Regions from separate parts of the Sus scrofa genome. Here regions 1 and 2 are each linked to region 3. The links are chromatin contacts, called in public Hi-C and HiChIP or PLAC-seq maps. All regions are on one chromosome and are shown on one strand. The core of a region is the stretch at or near the end of the contact, and the rest is flanking DNA. Distances in the headings are between cores, read along the strand shown. Region 1 holds the start of CCDC93 (coiled-coil domain-containing protein 93). Region 2 holds the start of INSIG2 (insulin induced gene 2). Region 3 holds the start of DDX18 (ATP-dependent RNA helicase DDX18).

The links. A called contact is a pair of places that touch in the nucleus more often than the background predicts. HiChIP or PLAC-seq counts read pairs in DNA pulled down with a chosen protein or histone mark.
Region 1: an H3K27ac HiChIP or PLAC-seq map of alveolar macrophages shows a contact between it and region 3. The contact joins the promoter of CCDC93 here to the promoter of DDX18 in region 3. A contact is called at or near these places in 1 of 5 promoter capture datasets (liver), 4 of 47 Hi-C or Micro-C datasets (heart right ventricle, psoas muscle, retroperitoneal adipose tissue and 1 more) and 2 of 2 datasets of contacts at active chromatin or transcription factors (alveolar macrophages and skeletal muscle).
Region 2: a contact with region 3 is called in a Hi-C map of skeletal muscle, with 5 times the contacts expected there. The contact joins the promoter of INSIG2 here to the promoter of DDX18 in region 3. A contact is called at or near these places in 2 of 47 Hi-C or Micro-C datasets (heart right ventricle and skeletal muscle) and 1 of 2 datasets of contacts at active chromatin or transcription factors (alveolar macrophages).

Annotation. Positions count from the first base shown.
Region 1 is chr15:23,591,836-23,595,653 of Sscrofa11.1, reverse strand. CCDC93 (coiled-coil domain-containing protein 93) reads left to right here and starts at 1,908. Exons shown (of 24, transcript XM_001927273.5): 1 at 1,908-2,119. The coding sequence starts at 2,078.
Region 2 is chr15:23,674,277-23,678,176 of Sscrofa11.1, reverse strand. It overlaps INSIG2 (insulin induced gene 2), which reads right to left and starts at 1,448. Exons shown (of 6, transcript NM_001129968.1): 1 at 1,423-1,448.
Region 3 is chr15:23,423,749-23,427,672 of Sscrofa11.1, reverse strand. DDX18 (ATP-dependent RNA helicase DDX18) reads right to left here and starts at 1,999. Exons shown (of 14, transcript XM_005654164.3): 1 at 1,804-1,999. The coding sequence starts at 1,888.

The DNA.
Region 1 (3,818 bases), core at 659-3,158, 170 kb before region 3:
AAATGTATTTATCTGAGTCTTCACAAACCTCCTTTTCTGATACCATCTGTTTGAAGTCTTCTCCAAGGCTGTGCAGGTGTTCCTCTCTCAAATGTGGGCTACTCAAGATTTCTTAACTGCTGCCATAGCTGTTTTGCTGGATCTTAAAATAGAATAAAACAAAATAAAAAAGGCAGGTTTTCAGCCCGACTCTGCTACTGTCACCCTACACAGTCAGTGAAACAGCAAGATTTCTTACCGGGAAAGATAGCTGCTCATGTATGTTTCAAGCATTGCAAAGCATTTACAACCGGGAATTCTTGGATAGCCTACTTGAGTCCTATTATTCTCCAGGCCCTATTCCCCAGGCTGTTTTAAATACAGCTCTATTTGCTGCTACCTGGGAGCGTGCTACTTGTCCCTAGGCATTGATACCTGTCTGGTCATTCAACAGTGGCTACAAATGATCCTCCTTTAGTCCCCTTCATCCTATACCATCTCAGGGAAAGACAGGATTTTTTTTTTTCCCCTGGCAGCAGGCAGAAGTTCCCAGGCCAGGGATTGAACTTGCACCATAGCAGTGACCCTAGAGACCGGGTCCTTAACCCACTGAGCCACCAGGGAACTCTGAAAGGACAATTTTAAGATTACAAAAATAACACATTTGGGAAGTTATGAGAATGGGCTCATTAGAGAGCACCTGAGTTTCACTGGCTTCACAGTGTCTGAGAACAAAATGTCACACAACACAGGCAAATGAGTTCTCATAATACCTTAATTAGCATATTCAAATTCATCAAATTGTTGGGGACTGGGGGTTGGCACACAGTTTCATTAGCAATATTTACTAACTATATTTTAAAAGGAAATGGTCATTCTCTTCCAACCACTTGTTATACTCTGGTTCAAGAGAAATTTCTGTTCTGTCAGGATAAACTCCAGGAAGGGTACAAAAGGCACAAATCATTTTTTCAAGAACAAGCATTAACTGAGTACCAACTTTTTAAGCTGCTAAGAATGCAGAAAGGTACATACACACACACATGCACACAAAAACTTCTTTGATCCCAACGGGCTCATAGACTCTTCCCGCTCTGCCCTTCCCACCTTACACACACACACACACACACACACACACACACACAGGGAAGGATCTTTTCTACAGCAAGTTTTCACACGTCACCTCTTTCTTCAACGAGGGGGGAAAAAAAAAAAAAAAAAAAAAAAAGCCTGGTGAAGCCATTATGGAGCAGGTGCGAGGCGCTTGTGACCAGGGACACTATTCTTGCATTTCTGCCATTCCCTGGGGCAGACAAGGGGTGCTTCACCCAAGTGGTGTAGCTAAAATTACGTCAGTACCATTGCCAAATTCTCAGAGATGATCTTCCCCTCAGAAGTTGGGGATGGTGGAGGTGAGGGTGGAGGTCATTTATCCCAACGTTTTACCAGGGAACAAGATGCTCTGGCTCGGACAATGGGAAGGCAGCGAGTGTGAAGAACCCATTTTCCGGGACGTGGTTCCTTGGTCCATATATGAAGTTTGCCCAAATGAGCATTAATCAGGGGACAACCCTACTCTGAGTGAAACCAGGACCAGTCTGCGTCTGCAAGCTCATCAGTGCTCGGACACTGACCCGGCAGCAAGGGGGCTGAAGCCCGGCTAGCATAGAGGACCGAACCCACTCGGAGCATCCGATGCCCGTGAGAAGCAAAGAGGAGAGCCAGGATGCCAAATTTCCCCAAGACAGAGAAGTAGTCCTTTCACAAAGCACCTCAGAGGAAAATACAGAGCCCCGGCCCGAAGGTTCCGCAGAACAACGCGTCAGGGAGCCACACTGCAAAACATTCCCCCAGCCCGCCTGGGCCCGGGCCTCGCCCGCAGCTCTGGCGCAGGCGTAGTCGCGTCTTGCTCCAGCCCCCTCAGTGCGCATGCTCCGCCGAGCTGCTGCGCTCCCGGCCGGCGGCGGTGGCAGCGGCGGTAGCGGCGGAGGAAGTTCTCGCTTTGCACTCCACCCCGGTAGCAGCTTTGGGGCCGAGGACAGCTTCCTCTGGACGCTCGGTGGGCTTAGCTGCAGCCTCACGGCGGTCCGACGGGATCATGGGGTTGCCCAAGGGGCCGGAGGGCCAGGATCTTCCGGAGGTAAGGAACCTCCCCTTTCCCTGACACGTCGGGGTATTTGAAAGTGGGCCGAGCTGGCGGGGCCGCAGGCTCTTGGGGTTCCCGCTGCGTTTAGGGCGCCCCGCCCCCCTCCTCAGGTGTGTTCACCGCCCGGGGCACACACAGCTAGGGCCCGAGCAGGTCCCCCAAGCGTGAGTGTGGGCGGGGACAAACTTCTGCGGGTGCCGGGTCTCCTGGGACGGAGGGAGCCTTCCCAGCCCAATACCTGCCCCGACTCAGCCCCAGGCGCCGCGGGGCCCGGGGTCCCACCTCTCCCCCTTTCCGGGGCAGTCTCCCCCCTTACCCGCGCCGCACGGCTTCCGCTGAGAACCCTGTCTGCTGCGCCCAGGAGTCACGAGACACGCGCTGGGACGGTCCGGGCTCGGGTTGTGCAAAGGGCGGTGACCTTGTGGCGCCCGCCGCAGCCTCCTGGGGCCCACGGGGCCCCGGAGGCCAGCACTCGCCGCCTTGGTGTCGGGGGAGAATGCCACTCTGTATTTGCCCCCACCTCCGGCCCGGCCGGCAGGAGGAAGTTTGGAAGCCTTGCGCGCACTGGGTTTTGGCCGGGCGGGTCAACGTGCCGCGGTGTCCCGAGTGGCCACGAGCTCGCTGGTGGTGCTCAGTGGCCAGGCGGAAACGCCACTGCTTCTCCAAAAGATAACGGGTGCTTTTCCTTCCAGATGTGTTTATTATTAAGTACTCGATCCTGAGGGACAGTATGATCCTTGGTTTCTGGATTCACAGGTACATTGGCTGGAAAGACAGGAAAAGTGCATTTCCTTTTGGCAGCAAAAGTCACTTAGCTCGGTGGTTTGCATCTGTCTTCTATTCCAGTGGATTTACTCAAGAGCTAGTCTAGTTTACTAGATTCTTGCAAGAAATGGAATGCACACGGCACCTCTGTCCTCCTGCTAAGGTTCTGAGGCAGGCATTTGGCCAGGAGAGTGGATTCCTTTACTTGGTGCATGGCCTGGGTCTCTCAGAGTCAGTGGCCAATCTTGTTTCTTTGCTCCCCTCCCCATATCCTCAGTTCTTAAATGTCACTAGTACCCACTAATTAAGGAAGCACTGTTCTGTACATAAAAGCTAGAGAGGTAGTGATTGGAAGGATAGGCTTATCTATCAGTGGGTGCTCTCAGAATGCACATCTGTTTTGTTGTTATCTTAGGAAAACCTAGTAAGTGTAATTTTGTTAGAACCCTTGTATTAGGTAAAACCTGATATGCACGTTGCTTTGATGGGACCAGAGATTGTAAAGGATAGAATCTGTACTTTGAGGTGATTTGATTTAAATTTTTCTTTCTTGTTTTACAACTTATTTTTCAGCTTTTCTGAGGTATAATTAACAAATAAAATTGTAGATATTTTAAATGTACAATATGATAATTTCACATATACACTGTAAAAAGACTCCCCTCGCTGAACTGACACATCCATCACCTCACATACTGACCTTTTGGGGTGGGGGAATTAAGCTTTACACAGTGGATTTCAGTTATACAATATAGTGTTACCACTAGATCCTCAGACCTTATTTATCTTATAACTGAAAGTTTGTACCCTTTTGTAAAAAGGGACCTCTCCCTATGTCGTCCACTCTCAGCCTCAGGAAACCACTGTTAGATTCTCTATTTATATGAGTTTGACTTTTTCTTTTCTTTCCTTTTTTTTAATATTCCAC
Region 2 (3,900 bases), core at 199-2,698, 250 kb before region 3:
TGTGCTGCCTGTCAGTGGGTTGATATTATTACTTTTAGATAAACAAAAGAGGATTGTTAAGTGATTCTGGGTTTTGAGAATGAAAATCAAAGTTTACATTTGCCACTGAAACAACTTCCAAGCAATAGGTATTTGAACACAAATACACAAACAAAAACCATCGTTTGGGAATGATTGTCTGATAACAATGAAAATAAGCTGTCTTTAAAATTAATGATTTGCATTTTTCTTTTCCTTTTCAGCCCACCAAACATAAGAGCAACAGTTGTTAGTTTAAAAAGAATCAACCTCTTTCCCAAATGTTCATGATTCACAGCTTGGTCACTTTATATCAGATATGTACTGAAAACTATAACAAAACACACTATTAAATATAACATCCAGAGAAAGAATGAAGAAAACAGGAAGAGTAGTGGCTATTTTTTTTTCTCTGTGGGGCCCCTATTAGTGGCTCCTTTACTCCTTTTCACTCAATGGTTCTCTCTCAAGGCCAAGCCCCAAAGTTGGAAGACATAACCTGGCCACTGCTTGTCTGCTGTCATTTCTCCTTCACCCAAGACTGGAATGGTGTCTAATCCTCAGCAACACTGCCATACTGACTCCAGCCAGTATCAGTGGACCAGCTGTCAAGCCTATTCATTCCTTCTTGAAGCATTTCCCCACTGATCCTACAAAATAGTAAACTCTTCCTGGGATGTCTTCCTAGACTGTCTAGCTAACACCATACATACATAACTTATTAACTTTTTCCCAACGCTAACTGGACATGGGCCATTATCACTTAGGTTTTAGCACCCCCCCCCATCACACCCACAGTGCTTTTCTTTTCCCGATTGCCACTTCCACTGACCAACTCTTAAAATCCCAGAAAACTATCACCAACCGACTTCTAGTTCCTGGCAAGCATTCTCTCTGGCTTTATCCACACACCGACTCCAAAGGTTTCCAATTCCAATTCAAAAATACCAAAGTCCCGTTCGTCAACCCATTATCAACATACCTGTCGGCGGATTCTAAACTTACTACAATATCTACCTTTAGATTCACCCCCAAATCCTGACAGCTCTGTGCTGGAGAGCTCGCCGACCTCCACCCCGTCAAATCTCCGGGGTCGCCCTTCCCGCCGCCCTCCAGCCTTCTTTCTGCTCCGATACTCTAGCACTGTCCAAGAAGCTTCGGCCTCTCCTAGGAACTCTCCCCGATCCCGCTGTCCCCTTCCGGATCTCGCCTACCCTACCCCAGGTGAGCAGACCACCTCACCCTTCAGGCCCCTTCTATGGTCCTGGCTCCTCGCACTTGCTAAGCAGGTTTCCCAGGCTGCAAAATCGGAAGCGGTTCCTCTTACCGAGAGCCACCCCTTTCCTCAGGTCCCTACCCCCAACAACAAGACACTCGCGCTTCCTGGGAGACCCCCCAACTCACCCCTGTTTCCGCCATCTTCTGGGACCGGCCCCCGCCCCCCTCCGCCGCTTCCTCCTCCCCTCACGTAACTCCGCCTGAGCTTCACTGCGCCTGCGCGGCAGGCGCTGACGCTCTCCCGAAGATAGGGGCAGAAGAACTTCCGGTTTCTACGGGCGCCGAGTAGTGAGCCTGCGAAAGGGGGCAAAAGGACTTCCGATCTCCTTGAGCGTAGCTGCCGGCTACAGGCATGGACTACCTAGTGGTGGAGGCTACCAAATCAGCTGTTGTTTGCTGACCAGGCAGCAGAGGGTTGTGACGAATGCCCAGACCTGCGGGCCGTGTCAGGGAATCGCACAGCAACACACGCATACCCTGTGGGAGGCGAGGCTCTCCACACGTCGCTCCTCTGAGCCAGGATCTGGGCTGCGGCTAAGGATGCTGACTCTCATTTTCTGTGTGCTTTTGCCTGCCTTTGCTCTTTACCTTATTCCTGCATTCCTAAGTCATAACTTCTTTCGAGAAAGAGCGTAGTTGATATTTCTCTCCTTTTCATCCCACAGCATTTTTTCCTGTTTTCATTAATAATCGTTCCCCAAGTTTGACAAAAGCGATTTGTGTACAGTTGCTTTCATAGGAAGAGCTTTAGAGGTTTTCAGCGACGTAGAGAAAATGCAAAGTACAATGCAAAATACAAAAAGGAAATTACAAAGTAGATAAAATTATAATTCCTTGTTGGTTGGAAGTAGTACCGAACCATAATATGGATGAGGTCAGGTTACTGTGTTCTTGAGGCAAGTTTAAGTTGAAGGTTGGGCCTGGAATCCTTGCTTAAGAGATTTGAAAAGAAGCATTAGTTGGTGAAATTCCTTTGTGTTTTTTTTTTTTAACTTTGAACTGATAAATGATAGATGGGTTTGTATGTTTCTGACTTTTTATTGGTACACATATTTCTGAAAATTGAAAGAGAAATTGAATTTGCAACAGAATGCTTCCAAACAAGTATCTATCTGACCTTTCTTGTTTTCTCTAATGTTTCCTGTAACTAAGTCTCTTATGTAGGTTTTTACACTACCAGTAAAAAAAAAATGTGGGTGGATTATACAGAATGGAAATGGAATTTTAAAAAGAAAAGAGAAAAGCACCCAGACAAGAGAGGATTACCTCAAAATATCCCAACATCTGTCATGATTCTCTTTAAAACAACCTGAGTCCCACTCATCTAGGCCATGTCTTCTCTAGGCAAGCTTTCAAACACTTAGAAATTGCCTTCAAGAAAATCCTTAAGGAAAATTTTAACTTGAAAGACCTTTGTTTTAGTTTCAATATTTATTGACTGCAGGGAGGGACAAGACCTAAAAAGCAAGAACCATGTGGCACCAGTTCCTAAGGTTCTTGTATCCAACAGGGTCATTCCTACTGCAGTGTTCTACTTAAGTTTCCCGGCTGTCATGGATGATGTAGTCTTTAAGGAGGCACTGAGTATAGGTAGGCAAATATGATGAGGCTGTGCATTCTGGTGGGAGTCAGAGTTGGAAAAACAGAATAGATGGAGCATGGAGAATGTATTGAGACATGAATTCTGAATCTCAAGGTCATGAATTTAGACCAAATATTTGTTATTATGGAAACATTAAAACTGCATTTTACCTGATGCCAAGATATTAGCTGATTAAGAACTCTGAGAAATCAGAATAACTCTGGATTATTTTGAGCTGGTGTAATATAGGTGGTAGAATACTGGTGAAGGATTCTTGAAACCTCATGTTAGGCCAACAAGTGCATAGTCACATCCAGTATATTCATTTTTCTAGGATTTTTTTTCTCATTGGTTAAAATGAGGGGTTGGTCTAGATTATTTCTAAGGTCCTTTTCATAGAAAAAACTATCAATGATTTGATAATTTATGACTTCAGAGAAAAGATATTTCCATCAACCTTACATGTTGTTTGGTTTCCCAACTGAATGGGACCAAAGGTAAACCAGAAAACAAAAACTTCTTTATTTAGCTAACATAAACACCCACAAACGCTTATTTGCCTTGCTTAAGTAAGATATTGTTAGACTAACATTAATTATTGCCCAAGGGTTGATGACTAAGCCTCTAAGAACCTTGAACTTGGAAGCCTTACCCAAATTAAAAAATCCCTCACAAAAAAAAGTATTGCAATTTCCTTGTCAGTAGCTAGAAGGCAAAACACTAGAGATTAACATCTCTAGTACTACTTTTGGTTTTGCTTGTGACTGTGGTGTTTTGTTTTTTGTTTGGTGTTTTGTTTTTTTACTCAAATGAATTTATCACATCTGTAGTTGTATAATGATCATAACAATCTGATTTCACAGGATTTCCATCCCACAGCCCAAGCACATCCCCCCACCCCCCAAACTGTCTCCTCCAGAGACTATAAGTTTTTCAGTGTCTGTGAGTCAGCATCTGTTCTGCAAAGAAGCTCAGTCTGTCCTATTTTTCAGGTTCCACATGTCAGTGAAAGCATTTGATGT
Region 3 (3,924 bases), core at 750-3,249:
CATTATGACAAAGGAGAGGTTTACTTAGAAACAGAGGAATCCCAAATGGGAAGAATCATGGCTTCCAAGACTGAAAGGATTTCGTTTTTACTTCCCTGTCATGTACATTAAAACTACTCCCAATTTTACAGTGTTCTACACAGGATAAATAAATTTAAAAAAAGAAAAAGAATCAATGGAAAGGGAAAGCTGCACTCATTTAACTTAAAAAAAAAAAAAAAACCCACCTCTTTGTCTATAAGGAGTTAAGTCTTGGCCAAGAATACTTCGAAGTAGTTAAATATTTAAACAGATGGGGCCAGACAAGGGTAGTCAGAAATTTACACTCTAATATTAGATATTTGATAAATATACTTTCCTAGATGTCAATGAATCAAAAATTCTGTTGATGAAACCACTCATTTGTCTCAATACTTTCCTATATAAATGGCTGTCTTTACAAAATTTTCTGTTTATATATTGAAAAGACACCACCTCCTTTTCTTTTCTTTTTTTTGTTTTTTAGGGCCACACCTGCAGCGTATGGAAGTTACCAGGCTAGGGGTGAACTGGAGCTGCAGCTTCCAGCCTACGCCACAGCAACTCCGGGTCCAAGTCATGTCTACCACCTACACCCCGGCTCACGGCAATGCTGGATCCTTAATCCACTAAGCTAGGTCAGGAATTGAACCTGAACATTCACGGATACTAACTAGTCAGGTCGGTAACCTGCTGAGCCAAAATAGGAACTCCCACAAAGCACCATCTTTTAATTGTTACCTTTAACTACCCAGAATTCGTTAGTAATGCTTTGTTATTCTATAGAAAATGAAAATATAAGGGGATTTTAAAACATTATCCCCAAACCCTGTTCTCTCCTCCAGGGGTATTTTCTTTCAATCAAATAGTCTCTGTAGACAATAAACTAGGGTAAGGAATTGTGGCCCCGACATTACTAACCAGTAATGTTACAACATTACCAACATAATAAACTAGGAGGTTTACTCTTACACAGGACCTAAAAAGGTTAACATAACTTCAGGATGTCTGGCTTACTGTCAGGAAGTTAGCACTGCAAATGAGGTAGGTCAAGAAAAGCGACAATCAAACAGAATCCTGTTTATGTTAAGTCTCTGTTAAGGATGCAAATATATAGAAGCTTTTGAGAAATTTATAACCGAAAGTTAGCAATGACAGGAAGAGAGAGCATGAGAGTATGCACATGCGTATACATGTGCAGAAAACACTTTTGGAGCTGAAAGTGAGGAATTTTTACAGGACTGAAGATAGCGTGCAGGTGAGTAGGGGCGGGCAAAGGTATCAGAATCGCTCTGTGAAAACACTGACACCCAGTTTGATTTGAAGCGATACAGACATGAAATGTGAAAGGAAGACGCGTGGAGAAGAGACACTCCACGTGTCTGAGTGGAGCGGGGGCTGCGGATGAAGTGGACCCAGAAGGTGGTAAGGGAGTCAAAAGGAAAATGGTAAAAGTGGGACAACCTGGTTCATCTGGAAGCACTGCCGGAGGCCTGGAACTCAAGAAGCCTCCAACCCGAACTCTATAAGAAGAAACTGCTGTTCACAAACCTTACGGGGCAGATCTGGGGCCACGCGGAACGTCGGCACCTGCATGGGACCTGACTTGAGGCTGCCTTTTCACCCTCCACAGCACGCGTGGCCTGGGGAGAACTGCCAGGGCTACGTCGGGGCCGCAGTGCCGCCCCACCAGCGTCCCCCAGCCCAGCAGTCGCGCAGCGAGCCACGGCCCACGCGCAGGCTCCCTCCGCAACCCCGGCCACCGCGAAGCTCAGCGCTACTCACCTTGGAGCTTTAGGTTGCGCTGTCTCAACTTGAGGTTACGCTTCTCGATCTTCTTGCGCAAAAGTTTCATCGGTAAATGAGACATGTTGGCGCTGAAGCTCCTTCCCAGCCGCGCCACAACCCGGCTTCTCTGCTCTCCCGGGTGACGTTACTTCCTTTCCGGCCACACGTGCGAGAGTCCGCCAGCCGGAAATGCGTCACAGGAGCGCGCGCGGCGGACGCAGTGGAAATGGGTCCGGACAGAAATGCTTCCCGGCGCGTGCGCCGTTGTACCTTTGGGGAACGTATACTCTGCAGCGCCCTCTATGGCAGCGGAGGGCCGGCCCTGCACTGGGTTCCCCTTGTGTCGGAGCCAGAAGCACACTGGGGCGATTTGGTAGTTGGAGCTTCCCTGGTGGGTAGAGAAAAGAATCAAGGCAGAGGGCCTTAGGGAGTCTCCATTTTAATGTTCCTACCCTCTTTGGATCCCGGACGATTTAGGTTGAGTAATACCTAAAATTGATACTTAAGTGTTTGCAGACTTGTTTGACCCTTTTCTTCTCTTTCTTTTTCTTTCTTTTTTTCCTTTTTTTTTTTTAGGGCCGCACCTGCAGCATATGGAGGGTCCCAGGCCAGGGGTCTAATCGGAGCTGTAGCTGCTGGTCTACACCAGAGACACAGCAACGAGGGATTCCAGCCATGCCTGCCCTCTACACCACAGCTCATGGCAATGCGGGGATCGCTAACCCACTGAGTGAGACCAGGAATCGAACCCGCAACCTCGCGGTTACTAGTCGGATTCGTTTCCTGTGCGCCACGACGGGAACTGCGACCCTTTTCTTGAGTGAGGAAAACACTTTCCATGTCACTTGGGACACAGTAATCCACACATAAATATAACAACACTTCTCAAAGCAATACACCTACTCTTGTTACTCTTGTTTCACTGTTTTTCTTTTGCTACTGTTATTCCATCTTAAATTCTGAGTCCATTAAATATTCTGATTAGTATGCATTTACATGGATTTTACTTCAGTATTTATAGATATTGGCTGCAGTTTGAAAAACAGGGATTTATAATCCCCAAATCTCACACCCACAGACCTTTTAGGAGTCCAGGCCAGAAATTACAATCTGGCTGTGTGTGGAAGTGGGTACATTAAACAAACAAACAAACAAACAAAAAACTCCCAACCAACCAAACAAAAAACAACTGTTACCAACTGTTACAAACATTTAAATATTTAGGATAGGTCATATATCTTTTCTTTAAGAATTGGTCCCAATGGGCTCAAATTCCCTTTGTCAGTAATCAAATTGAGCCCAACAGTAAGCAGAGGGTCAATGAAGGCTAGTATAATTTGTTCACTTGGAGTGACAGGGCATGAGCCCTGGGGATTAGACAATGGAGAGGGAGAATGGAGAGGGAGAAAACTTGGGAGGAAGTTGAAACAATGTAAATAAATTGACTGATAAATAACATTGAATTGGGCTGGAGAACCAGGCAAACTGTGGTTTGGTTAAATTGTTACTGATTAGGCAGGATGAATCAGAAATTTAAACTGGCACAGAAATTTAAACATCACCTGGGAGAACCATGCCAGACAGACAGACAGACAGACACAGATATATGTATATACATGGACATATATAGCTCAATTTATATATGCCAGTTAAAATTGATATTATCAGTTTAAATATACATATATATAAACATTTTTTTTTTCTTTTTATGGTTGCACTTGTGGCTTATGGAAATTCCCAGGCTAGGGGGTCAAATTGGAGCTGCAGCTATAGCCTATGCCACAGTTCCACAACACCGGATCCTTAACCCACTGAGTGAGGCCAGAAATCAAACCTGCATCCTCACAGAGACAACATCTTGTCCTTAACCTACTGAGCCACAATGGGAACTCCTACACTGTATTGTTTTTATTTAATTTTTAAAAATGCATTATGACATTTTGACATCTTAAAAAACCCTTTCTGGCTGATGTGAGACTGCCCATCCAGAGACTAGTCAATTTTTAGAGATAGCAAAGATTCGACCGTGAGTATGCCTTTAATGTGCAAAGTAAGGAATCCAGAGCTATATCTTCTCCACCTGGCCTGCATACCCCAAGAAACAAGAGTCCTTGGCTT